3 separate regions of the Mus musculus genome follow, and regions 1 and 3 are each linked to region 2. A link is a contact called in public promoter capture Hi-C data. All regions are on one chromosome and are shown on one strand. Each heading gives the region's core, a stretch centred on a gene start, on an enhancer-like site or on the middle of the called end of the contact. The rest is flanking DNA. Distances are from core to core; before and after follow the strand shown.

Region 1 (4,524 bases), core at 1,835-4,334, 190 kb before region 2:
TGACAACGCCGCCGCTGACTCATCTTTATGATTCTCCAAAGACACTTTTCAATTTGCTCAGTCTATTTTTACTGTGAACATGGCCTGATTCTCCCTATGCCCATGGTCTGCAAAAGGTATAAGCTATGCCCTGATCATTCTCTTACACCTCTGTTACTGCACATGTTCTTTGATAATCTTCATATTCCAAATGCATTCAACCACTCCAAGATGTTTCTGCACTCTGCGTACAGATTTACCCAACTGTATGAAGTAGAAGCAGGTAGGGTAAAACTGATCTATGTTTCTTTAGAATTCACTCTCCGGATGTCAAGAGATGTAGGATTAGAAGTGCACTTAGAAAAATCTCTAGGTTTTTTAATTTAATTTTTATTTTTTTTCATATAATTCTAAGAAAGCACTATGGCCAGTTATTATTGTTACTGGTTCCTGTTGCCTGATTGATTAATTAGATGATTAGGAATTCAAATACAGGGCCTTGTGCATACTAGACAAATACTCTACTAGAAGGCTACTTCCTAGTCTTTGGTATTTTTGAGACAGTCTCACTATGTAGCCTAACAGGACTACCAAGTTACAGTTCTCCCTCTTCTGGCTCCTGAATGCTAGGACGATAGGCATGGGCTTGACATCTGGCTTCTACTGTTTTTTTGTTTGTTCTTGACCAACTATGGACATAGGTGTGTCTCCAGATGGGAAAATACTCTATTGACTTTCACAATTGTTATATAGTACACAGCTCTAGTTTGGATGTTTGTGCCTCTTTAAAATTAAGTGGTAACCTAAATCTGAAGGTGCATATTAGGAGATGAGACCTTTGCAAGGTGATTAAGACGATAAGGGTTCTACTCCCATCAGTGGGATCAATAGCCTAATGCAAGAGAGCTATGAGGTTTTGTTTTGTATGGATATAACATTTGTCCCCCTTTTCATTACGTGAAGATAAGGAAGAAGCTGCCATTTTGAAGCAGAGAACAGCTCTCACATTCCCTCCACACAAAATCTGCCAAGGCCTCAACCTTGGACTCCTTACTCCCAGAATTGTGTGAAACTAATTCTAGTCTTTGTTAATTCTAGTGTCAGGAGCAGGTATACTTTCATTTTTTTTTTTAACTATTATTATCTCTATTTCCCAGAGGGGAAAACACACAAAAGCACACTAGATAAGATAAGATAGTAGAGTAAGTAATAGAGATTTGAACTCATATTGTTTGTTATGGAAGTCTACAATCTTAACTGTCACACACGTCTTGGGAAGATGCGGAAAAAGGACCCTTTTTAGATTCTATGATCACTGCTGGTGTGTGTGTGTGTGTGTGTGTGTGTGTGTGTGTGTGTGTGTGTTTTGTATGAGCATATGTGTGTGTGTTTATATGTCAGAGCTTGGAGCTAACCCATGTTTTTTTCTAGAGGCTTCTGGCAAATGCAATCTCATTTTAGTAGAGGGATTAAGGAAAGGCTGAGATAGGGTCTTGTTTTACAGCCATGGTTGGGCTGGCATTTATTATGTATCCCAGGTTTGCTTTCCACTTACGGTAATCCTCATGCCCCAACCTTTCAATTCTTGGATTTCAGGCATTCAACACCGGGCTAGAACATCTCTTCTGGGGCTAGAGAGACAGCTCAGTGGTTAAGAGAGTGTTTTATGCTCTTGCTGAGGACCTAAACTATATCTCCCAAAATATTAGATGGCTCACAAATGCCTCTAACTCTAGCTCCAGAAAATCCAACACTGTCTTCCAGCCTCTGAGAAATCATAGTATACACACACACACACACACACACACACACACGCACACGCACACGCACACGCACACATACACAAATAAGATAAATATTTAAAAAATATATAAAGATACTTTTGTTCATACCAGCAGTGATTATATATACATATGTATATATGTATATATATATATATATATATATATATATATTCATTCCCTAAAAGTCTACTTAAGAAAAAAAAGGAGAATATTTTTTTAATCCAGGAGAGGCCTACACTTGTGTGGTGAGAATTTCAGGATTTTCCCAGAGAAGCCAGTGTTTTGCCCATAGCCAACCCCCCCCCCTTTTTTTTTACTTTCGTTGGTGTCTTTGCTGAGAATCTTGTGCACATGGCTTAGAAAATTGGTAATAACATTTTTTTTTGTGTGTGTTGATATACATGTCTGAATACCGGTATGTATACTACAGATATGCCTTGTCCCCTCAGAGGCCAGAAGTGGACATCCAATCTTCTGGAACTGGAGTTACAGACTGTTGTGAGCCATTATGTAGGTGCTGGAAATCAAACTGATGTCCTCAGCAAGAGCAATAAGTGCTGTGACCCACTGAGCCGTGTCTTCTTCCTACACAGTGATATTATTAAAATACTACAGCACTAAGACAGTGGTTCTCAACCTTCCTAGTATTTCAACCCTTTAATAAGGTTCCTTGCGTTGTGGTGACCTCCAACCATAAAAATTATTTTGTTGCTACTTCATAACTGTAATTTTGCTACTGTTATGAATCATAATGTAATTATCTGTTGTACAAGGTATCTGCTAGGTGACTCCCAAAGGGGTCCCAGTTCACAGGTTGAGAACTGATGCTTAGTACATTTTGCTGTTCTGCTTCTTGTGCTTCATAGATTGAAAGTGCACAAAGACTTGTATTGATACTGCTAAAATGGACATGATTCATAACTAGGACAAGTTGCCAATGGCTTACCAACTCTTTAATTATGAATAATAGTCACCTTTCAATTTTCACCCATACTGTCTCTTAGACATTTATATATTATCAAGAGTTATTGTGTACTTATACCTTAAATCATTTCTTCATGAATAGACACATTCTGTGTTTAGATTTTTTTATGTTTTCCTGATTTCTTCCAACAATTGTAAGCCCCATGAGATACTCCAAGTTGGATTATTTTAGAATGGCAAATCATCTTTAAAAACAACACCCTGTATAAGGACTCCCACTATTCTGAAAAACTTTTGAAAGAGAGAGTGTATACTATTCTCACATTATCCCTGAGTAAGCATAGATGTCCTATGATGTAATTGTTGCCATAGCAATTAATCACCTTCCAAAAAGAATAGTGGAGAATATAAATCCATGTAAATTGCCCAGAACACTAGTCAGAACTGCCCTCTGGGAACCTTGGTGTACAAAGACTTTCAGAAAAAAAAGGATGCTTTTTCTCTGTTTTCATTTTCATGGGAAGAATAGAGACTTTGCTCCTGTTCTGACTGCCTGGGCAGACTATGGGGAATATTCTCATTCAAATTATTCTGCATTATTCACATCTCAGTTATACAATCTATAATTTGTTACTTTCTTTAAGATATAACTATAAAACATAAGGAGGAATGGAGAGATGGTTCAGTGGGTGAAGGCACTTGCTGCCAAAGGCTCTTGACAGCCCAAGTTCAATGCCTGAACCTACGTACTAGAGAGAACTGACTTCTATAAGTTGTTTCCTGACTTCTTTATTATTATTATTATTATTATTATTATTAGGTATTTTCCTCATTTACATTTTCAATGCTATCCCAAAGGTCCCCCATACCCACCCTCCCAATCCCCTACCCACCCACTCCCCCTTTTTGGCCCTGGCGTTCCCCTGTACTAGGGCATATAAAGTTTGCAAGTCCAATGGGCCTCTCTTTGCAGTGATGGCCGACTAGGCCATCTTTTGATACATATGCAGCTAGAGTTGTGAGACTATGCCGGGGCCTAGCAAACACAGAAGTAGATGCTCACAGTCAGCTATTGGATGGATCACAGGGCCCCCAATGGAGGAGCTAGAGAAAGTACTCAAGGAGCTAAAGGGATCTGCAACCCTACAGGTGGAACAACATTATGAACTAACCAGTTTCCTGACTTCTACACATATGTTGTGGTTCTCATTCTCTCTCTCTCTCTCTCTCTCTCTCTCTCTCTCTCTCTCTCTCTCTCTCTCTCTCTCTCTTGGTAAGTACATAATAGAAAAGCATAAAATATCATAATACTCAATAGTTTCATTTAAATGACTTCTGATAACTGTACAACAAAACAAAATTTAATGTCAAAATATAAAAAGATAAGAAATTTTCACTTTTGATTTGCGCTCATGCAGTTTAGTATACTAGTTTAACATAGTAGGTCCTTCTAACATAAAACAACCATCTTTACAGCTCTCAAGGAACTTGTACACAAATCACACACCAAGTGAGCATTCCTCTTCTTTTACTGGAATGAGTTTTTCTCTCTGGCAGATCATACCTTTTGTTCTTAGTATTCTTTTGTGTTAGAAAATCTCAACCTAGGGAGGAATTTCTCATTATTTTGGTATAGTTACTGCCTAGAATTTCTAACCTTGAGTAGTGCAATTGTAACAACTTCATTCAAGACCAATTGTAACTGTAGTGTGTCCAATTTAGGTTCTGTTTAGTCTCCATGAATACTGGATTCCTACCTCCCAGCTTAATGTCTAAGTATACAGTTTTAAATATCTATCACTAAGGAGTGAATTAGTCACTATGACTTCTCTTTCAT
Region 2 (4,334 bases), core at 121-2,620:
GAGACTTTTCTACAGTTCTGGGTTCTTACATCCCCATCTCTTTTTAGAGAGGGAAGAACAAGATATAAACCATTATAGTAAATAATATCCTGGAAGATGGAGTCTCCATGGTCTCTGACTTCTTCTATTTGACTGGTCTTTGCTCTTGTCATTGAGTCTGACCCAAGCCATGTGACTAGCTTCAAGTGATACCTTAGGTCTCCTGTCATAAACACCTGAAATCCCATAAAAGCCTCATTACCTTGTTTACAAAACTTGAGTAGAATTCAAGCATATATTTTCAAATTTTATATCCAGAACAACCCAGAAAAATGTTAAGGTATAACTATAAACCTAAACAATAAAAGTGGCCAGCAGTTACAATGATAAATACAATTCTTTGGTTTTTGGTCTGTTCTTTTCTACAACTCATTCTTTTCCACAATATGCAGGAAAAAATTGTGCCAAAATGAGTAAATTATAATTAAATAGATCTCAATAAGTTTGAAATCAGATGCAAAGAAATGATTGATTTCTAATAATTCTATATCCCTGAATATGACCATGTCCACACATTTCTATTTTCAGATAATTAGATGGATAAATGATTGCTTGAAGGAATAAGCCTATGTATTAAAAGAAAAACCAAGAACCCATTTAATTACAGAAAAGGAGAAGAAAATGGTGTTTCAACATTTGGCCTTCAAATTTTTCTGATTTAATGCTACTGGGTAAAATCTATTGCTATGATGCAAGGCTGTCTCACCTTCCCCTTCATCCTAGGTTACACAATTACTCGAGAAAAGTTACCAATTATATACACAAAATAGCAAAAAAATATTTTTGTCTTCATTTATGTGTCTTTGGTTATATGCTGTCAATGCAGTATGCTTTTATAATGAGACATAGTTATCCAGTGATTTTTTTTGCAAGATGAAAATGAGTAAATTATGTTTTAAGAAAAGCTTTAAAAAGAGCAAACACTAGACTATGATTGTCCCTGACTATTTGTGAGAAAGCGTCCTGAGAATTTTCTTGGGGAATCAGCTTCATGCCTCGCCCAAGAATTGTCTTCTTTGTTAGCATTCACAAAGTATAAGAAATTTCCCAGATACACAGTAGGCAGACAGCCTTGTATGTCAGACCCCATGCTGGATCTGTCGATGCCTGTTTCCAAGATGAGGTCTTTCCCAGTGCACCCGAGGTGAAGCAAGCCAAGCCAGGTGACACCTGGGAGTTGATGAGATTTGGAAGAAAAGCACATTCAACACATGACCTTGTTAATATCATTAATGCCCATTGTCAGTTGGCCAGCTTGGTGATGGAGGAGAGGCCTGGCAAGTCCCAGGGTCCTGGAGTAGCTCTTGGGTTACTGCCCATGGATAATTGCTTTTCTTTCCCTTCCTAGTTCATTTGGCTTGGTTCCTAGGGCACTAGATATTCATGCTGGTGTTTTCCCATGGAAACCTTAGCAGAGTTAAAACATGATACAGGATTTGCTGGGCAGAAGGAAGAAGAATGATTTTAATTTTTGAGAGCAAATATACTTCTTGATAAACAGAACAAAGGTTTGAGTAGTGTGCATTTCAGTATCACTGAGAAGAGATTTCAAGTGTTCTCATCACACACAAAAAAATAGATACCAGGGTAACAGATCAAATATCATTTTATAGTCCATGAATATGTATAACGACAATTTGTCAATATATAAACTAATAAAAATTCAAATTTAAATCCAACAAAAAGTGACATTGGGTAAGACAGTTTTTACAAAATGAATTCTGTGTTTGCTTCAGCAGCACATAGACTAAAAATGAAATCTTTCAGGGAAGGTTAGCATTGCTTGGATAGAAGGATGACATGCAAATTTTTGTAGTACCCCATATTAATTAAATTGGGGGCAAGCCCAGAGCTCAGAGGGCTTTAGCCCCTACTTAGCATGTATAAGGCATTAGGTTCAATTCTATATCACAGAAAACATATTATTCAGAATATATACAATAGAAACCTTTCCTGAGATGTAAAACAGTTGGCGCTTAAGCCTTCAAAGCAGTGGCACCACTACACCCTTCCCTGGGAGGGACTTTTGGAGGGGCCTTATGTATCATCAGCTAAAGGAGGATTTAGATTGATTGATTGATTGATTGATTGATTGATTTATGTTTTTCGAGACATGGTTTCTCTGTGTAGCCCTGGCTGTCCTGGAACTCACTTTGTAGACCAGGCTGGCCTTGAATTCAGAAATCTGCCTGCCTGTGCCTCCCAAGTGCTGAAATTAAAGGAGTGTGCCACCACGCCCAGCTAACTTTACTTTCTTTCTCTCTTAGAATTAGATGAACTCATTCAGGGTATTTCAAATATAATGTGCTGCATAAATTCTGCATTTGAGTACATTTGAGATTTTTATCTTAAGGGTTTCAGAGTTTTAACTTTGGGTATTTCATGAGAATAAACAAGTAATATTTCAATACTCATGGCTTGCTATTTAGGATTTTTACAGGTTGTTGTTGATCTATTGAGATATTCATTAGTTTTTCCCATGTGAAAGCAAGATTGGAGGCAGGGTGAATTACAGCTGCTTGACCTCTGACGTCTGAGCTGTGAGTGTCTCCTTGGGATGACTGATAGTGAATAAGTAAGCAATAAAGAAACCTCACAGTGTTAGGTAGGCATAAGAACCTTAGAGAAATCACTGGAAGCAGTACTAGAGAGGAAAGATGGCCGGTCTCTAGTTAGGTTGAAGACAAGATGAGGCATCTCTAAGGGGAGCTACAAGTATTGTATTAGGGGTATGTGTGTGGAATACTGAGCACCAGAGCACTGGAAGGAGCAACAAGAAAATTTCCAGGAACCAAAATGGCTGCAGTCAGTGTGAGAAGATAGAAAAAACTGTAAATTCCAACAGTTCTAAGAGAAGCATTATTCTTTTTTTTTTTTTCCTTTTTCCAATTTCTTATTAGGTATTTTCTTCACTTACATTTCAAATGCTATCCCAAAAGTCCTCTATACCCTCCCCCCTCCCTGCTCCCCTACCCACCCACTCCCACTTCTTGGCTCTGGTGTTCCCCTGTACTGGGGCGTATAAAGTTGCATTATTCTTATGTAAGGTACTTTACTTTTTTTGTTTTGTTTTTTTTAAGATCCTTTAGCTGCCATATACATGAATTGAAAGGGACTGTGGACCAAGAATGTAGATCTGGAAGCTAGCAGCATGGACTGACACTGTAGTGAAGAATGGCTTACAGATTTGTAAGAGGCTCTGAGAATGAGTCAACAGGACTTGCTGCAAATACACCAAACCCATTCTGAGAGAAAGAAGACAATCAAAGACAGGAAGTCCTTACTTTAATGTTTGAAATTATGGATATAATGAATAGCAAAACAGTGAAATCAGAGGAATTATCTTTACCTAGTTAACAAACAATTGACATATGGTACAGCTAAACTAATGATCATCCACGGTCAATTACAGGACAGTGTCTAATAGATGTGCAAGAAATAATGTAAGAAGACTTTATTTTAGAAATTTCCTCATCAAATATGAGGACATTGGATGAGTCAGAAGTTTTTCTCTTTGCTTGCTTTCTAGTTGCCTTGCCGTTCATCTTGCAAAACTCCCCATGCCCTGAAAAACAGTGTATCTCTACATACTAAGATGTACATGTAGATGTAAATGCACATGTACACGATGTATATGTGTAGATACATACATACACAAAATTCATTTGAAAAATCTTTTAAAGCACTAGATATCTTGCCTTAACAGCTTTGTATTATGGGAAATTTTAGGTACTTATCTTTCAAGCTGGAAACCAAGGTCACTCTGGCTGTTTTCTCATCTATAACCTGGAAATTAATGGTAGCATCTTGCATAGATGAGTATCTTGAAATTTAAATGAGAGTAATTATAGTATCCTATGTAAATGTTTGCCACATATTATGATTGCAATATGCTTGGAAATTGTTTTTATTAATCTACCCAGGCTTTTAAGAAAGTGTGGTCCTTAGAGGTTTTCATCAGTGAAATGAAAGTAGTTTCTACCACCTAATTTAGTGAAAAGTCGGCTTGCCTGTGGAATCCCATGTCCTTTTGAGGACTCTGTCATTATAAAACATAATGTTAGGCTTTGAAGTGAATTACAGCCAATCCATAGCACGTGACCTAGTACATCACACCATATCAAATGTTCAGACGCCTGGGAATACACACCCTTTGTGGCAGTGTCTCTCCCCAGCCCCCATCCCAACTTTGCATGTACTTTTGTATTCAAAGAACTGCCTAACTACATTTACTTAGTAAGCAAGAGGCACCGATTTTTCTTACCTACTTATACTGTGCTAACAATTTGAAAGGA
Region 3 (4,299 bases), core at 1,344-3,843, 210 kb before region 2:
CTTTAAAGTGATCAACACTATACAAAAGTGTAGGTGAGCTAATAGCCAACTTCTGCTTCCTTCAGGTATTCAACAGGGTCTTCAGAACTCTGCTCAGATGATGTACAGGAGGAAAAATTCCTGAATGGGCTATAGACTGGATATGCAGGAAGCCACCACTAAGTTAAATTTTATTCTCACCCCTACCCCAATTTGTTAAGAAGTTTTGGAGAATTGATTTGAGACAGAGAAAGCAGTGGTTGTGTATCAGGGAAGAAGGAAGACAAGTTTTCTGTATCTTTTCACTTTAATTCCATGTCAGACTTACTGCTATGGTATTTGTACCCTTGGCATCTGTTTTTACCTTTACATAGCACTTAGCTATTTAAGAGCTAAGTGTGGAACACAGAATCTAAGAGGTTCCACCCATCTATGATATGAGATAATCCAAGGTCTTTTCTCACCAGCAGGATTAGAATTTTATACCTTGAACTAGTTAGGGTTACTATTGCTATGATGAAACACCATGACCAAAAGCAGAGGAAAGAGTTTATTTGGCTTAGAATTCCACATTATTGTCTATCATGGAAGGAAGTCAAGGTAGGGGCTTAAACAGGGCAGGAGCCTGGAAGCAGGGGCTAACACAGAGGCCATGTAGGGGTCATGCTTACTGAGTTGATCTTCATGGCTTGCTCGGCTTGCTGTCTTGTAAATCGCAGGACCACCAGCCAACAGGTAACACACCCACAATGGGTCAGGCCCTCCCACATTAACCACTAATTAAGAAAATGCTCTACAGGCTTGTATGCCCAATGTTATGAGGGTATTTTCTTATTTGAAGGTCCTTCCCCTAGGGTAACTCACGTGTTGAGTTGACATAAACTCGCCAGTACCAGCCCATATCCTATTTCCTCATCCGTGTTTTCTCCCTTCTTGACTCACTGGATATTTAGAACATTTGGATTTTGCAGTTCTTCTGGAAAAATGATCATATATATATATATATACATATACATGCAGGCTCAGAAGTGCAGTCAAAGGATTGAGTAGCAATATGCCAAAAACACTCAAAAGGAATCTAGCCAAACATGAGGAGGAGGGCACTGAAGCAACCAGTCATTTAAGGGAGACACTTGAAATGACAATGAATGCTCTTTTAATAGAGATATTCTTACTGAGATTTGCTGCCAGGTCCAGCTGAAGTGAATTTTACTCATGTCTGCTATATTTGGTCATTTCCCAAGGGCAAACTCATTGCAATCTATTGGAATTTTAATATTCCCAAGGTTACAAGCCTTGTTCTTGTTTGTAGTAATTCTTTCACCTGTCCTGAAAATCTGGGGTGAATATTCTAGAATGAAAAGTCACTAAAGAAGGCATGGGGTGATGTTCTAATTATAAAATGGAAAGTGTTCCAAGCTGGGTAGAATTTTGTAGAAAGGGGCCCTGGGGACAGTTCAGGTAGAAACTGGGTTTGACAGATACTTAAATATAGACAGGAGAAGTTTTGTACATTTCTGTCTATCCAATTTTTTTAATGACAAGAACCCCTATTATGATACAAAGGACTGGCTTCTTTTTGTCCCACCCACTGCTCTTTTGTCCCTCTTTTCCCTGTTTTGAGAATACATCGTCTACTTTTGAATGTTATTTTTCTCTGAACATCCTAAACAGATGTTTTCATTTGCTAGTCTTTAGAGCATTTGGATTTAGTGGCAGTATCAATGTGCTTTCGTGTGAACAAATATACCTGTTAAACTTACTCAATAGGATCAATTCCCTATTCTGCAGTGAAGTGGGCAAAACTTAAATGCATATCATTCTTGTGGCAAGATCCTTGCCCAGGCAATCTAGATTAAGAGGCATCTGAAAAAATTTCCAGAGTCAATAACTATTTGAAATGCAGATCAATAGGTATAAGGAATGTCTGGGATAAGGTCCATTGGGCAGAAAGTGGGCTATGATTTCAGGAGCTAACAAAGTTATTTGTTTGACAGCTGGAGGACCTTGAGGGAGCCATCAGGCCCTCTTGATGGGTAATTTACTTCATTTAACTCTTACAATGCCATGGGCAACTCAGGAGTAGCCTTGTCCTAGAATTTAAAAAAAAAAAACTTTCTAGGATCTCTGTTATTTTCACTTTCCTTCCACAGTGCTCTGTTGCCTAAATGGAGTTGTTTTGGGATGACTTAGTTTGCTTTTCCCAATTCCCAGCATGCATTTTTAGTGAGAAACTGTTTTACTTCCTTTTTCCTCCAGGTCCATTCTAGATGAGCATAGTTGTGATATTTAGGGTGCTTAATTTGTAGCCTGGACCAACAAACTGTCTCTGGGTTGTGCCTCTGTCCCGGGCCCATGGTGCTGGATTCTGCAGAGCCTCCGCAGAAGCAAGAGGAATCCTCCCCAATTTCACAGGGAGGATGTATCCACTACTGCACTTAAAAGACAAAAGTACCCACCACCAATCACAGCATCCTAGACCAGGGGCCTCTTTGGATGCCAGGAGGAGGGTTGGGGACACCAAGGCACCTCCGGAGCGCCCTCTGGCGGGGAGCAGAGCGTTCATCCCACCCCCACCCCCCTCTGCCGGCGCGGCGCCCCCGCCCGGCGCTCCAGGTTCACTCTTGGTTTCTCACTCCGTGAGACACAGACGGCAGCTTTCTAAGCGAACCCGGCGCCAGCTGAAGCGGCGCCACCACAACTGCCACAGCCAGGACAAGCCCTAGGCACTGGGAGAGAAGACGAAACCCGGCAGCCCCGTTCCTCTCTCTGCACGGTCCTTGCAGTGGACCCGGCAGCTCCGGGTCCCCGCCGACCCCCTTTGCAGCCACTTGGCGGGGTGTGCCAGGACTTGGTTGCAGCTCCGGCGGGAGGTGGCAGCGGCCCGGAGAGAGGGTGTGCAGCCAGGACTGGGTAGCAACCCGAGAGCACTGGGCTGGGAGGAGGCGGCCGGAGCCCGCCGGTGTCTCCCGCTTCGTCGCTTCGCAAGCGGCACCGCCTCCCCGGGCCGGGGCCGCTTGGCCGGGTCCTCTGCTTGTTCCCGGGCCCGGAGCCCGCGCACTATGTGCGGGGCAGCGTTCTGATAGCCATCCACCTCCGCCTCCGCCGCGATGATTCCCCCCGAGCCTCCGCAGCCCCAACTGCAGCCACCACCTCCACCGGCCCCGCCGAACCATGTGGTGACCACCATCGAGAACCTGCCAGCTGAGGGCAGCGGCGGCGTGAGCCTGTCCGCCTCCTCCCGGGCTAGCATGCGCCAGAGGATCCGCAAAGTGCTGAACAGGTGAGCACAGGCTCCCAGTGGGGACACCAGGGACAGGCACTGCAGGCGCCTAGCCCGCGGACCCCTTTCTCCCCATCCGACGTGTCCCCGAGGTCCTTTGGCACTGGGTCCTAGCCAGGGGAGAGAGCCAGGGCTCGCTCTCTTTCCCTGCGCTCTCAGAGAGGCCGCGACAGCTTTGTCCTGACGCTGGGATCCCCCAGTGGTCGGGCTGCAGGCAGGTCCGGAGAGCGAGTTGGAGAAAGGCGGGGTTGTTCTACCTGCAGATGCCCTGTGTGTGTCCATGCTCACGCCTCGCATCCTCACGTTGTATCACTTCCCCTTTGCACTCTTATCCCAGCTTTGCGCTTTGGGGACACCCCCACCCCACCCCAACATGGCCCGGGCGGAGGCGGGAAGGCCCCGGGCTGCGGTGATGGCGTGGAAGTCGCCAACCTCACGCTGTCTTTCGCTCCGCCCTGGTGGCACTGATTCCCCTCCCCAGGGGCATAAGGTGAGGATACCCCCACCCCCAACCCCAGACAGAAGGGGAAACACTTCTGCCTGACATTTCACTCGCTGTGCAGACTCTTGATGGCTTTTGGAGTAAGAAAAAGAGGCTAGAGGCCTGGGCCAGACCTGAACAAAGTGCAAGATCTTGCTAGAAGGGTGTGTGAGAATCAGGTGCCTAGTTACTCTGCTTCACACTGCCCTGGTCTCTCTGCTGGAATCTACGTAGTGGGTTATTAAGGACAGACATGTTTTAGGACGAGGGTACTATTGACAAGAAAGTAGAATTTCCTGTAGTACCCTCATTCAGCTCTGATGTGAAAGGGAGTTTTGCTACTTAACTAACTTAAATGATTGACGAGCTGATAGACAAAATCCACACAGCCAGTTGTGAGAGTGTGTCGTTTTCAGGGTTTCTGTAGGGTAACCCTTCCGATCTTATTATTCATACAGGTTTCTGTGTGGTACCGTTTTCTGGTAACAGTGATTCCCTGATCACTCACTTGAAACTGTTTGGGTCATAAAGCTTTGCTGAGAGTACAAATATATGT

What was found. Promoter capture Hi-C pulls out the DNA fragments that hold promoters and counts their contacts.
Region 1: a contact with region 2 is called in a promoter capture Hi-C map of neural stem cells. The contact joins two enhancer-like sites. A contact is called at or near these places in 4 of 39 promoter capture datasets (the 3T3-L1 cell line, embryonic stem cells, liver and 1 more) and 1 of 115 datasets of contacts at active chromatin or transcription factors (embryonic stem cells).
Region 3: a contact with region 2 is called in a promoter capture Hi-C map of neural stem cells. The contact joins the promoter of Slc35f1 here to the enhancer-like site in region 2. A contact is called at or near these places in 4 of 39 promoter capture datasets (3T3-L1-derived adipocytes, hippocampal neurons, liver and 1 more), 1 of 484 Hi-C or Micro-C datasets (stem cell-derived neural progenitor cells) and 5 of 115 datasets of contacts at active chromatin or transcription factors (astrocytes, embryonic forebrain, neural progenitor cells and 1 more).

The regions. Positions count from the first base shown.
Region 1 is chr10:52,715,342-52,719,865 of GRCm38.p6, forward strand. The region is part of intron 1 of Slc35f1 (solute carrier family 35, member F1); the gene reads left to right. Among named protein-coding and RNA genes, the nearest start is that of Slc35f1, 27 kb to the left of the region's middle. Within about 2 kb of position 3,085, at least 3 of the 459 cell types and tissues checked have an H3K27ac peak or open chromatin away from gene starts, as enhancers often do. A contact at or near this core is called in neural stem cells, where this site is marked.
Region 2 is chr10:52,903,876-52,908,209 of GRCm38.p6, forward strand. All of the region lies in intron 1 of Slc35f1 (solute carrier family 35, member F1), which reads left to right. Among named protein-coding and RNA genes, the nearest start is that of Gm40647, 100 kb to the left of the region's middle. Within about 2 kb of position 1,371, at least 6 of the 459 cell types and tissues checked have an H3K27ac peak or open chromatin away from gene starts, as enhancers often do. A contact at or near this core is called in neural progenitor cells and neural stem cells, where this site is marked.
Region 3 is chr10:52,687,908-52,692,206 of GRCm38.p6, forward strand. It overlaps Slc35f1 (solute carrier family 35, member F1), which reads left to right and starts at 2,594. Exons shown (of 8, transcript NM_178675.4): 1 at 2,594-3,262. The coding sequence starts at 3,090.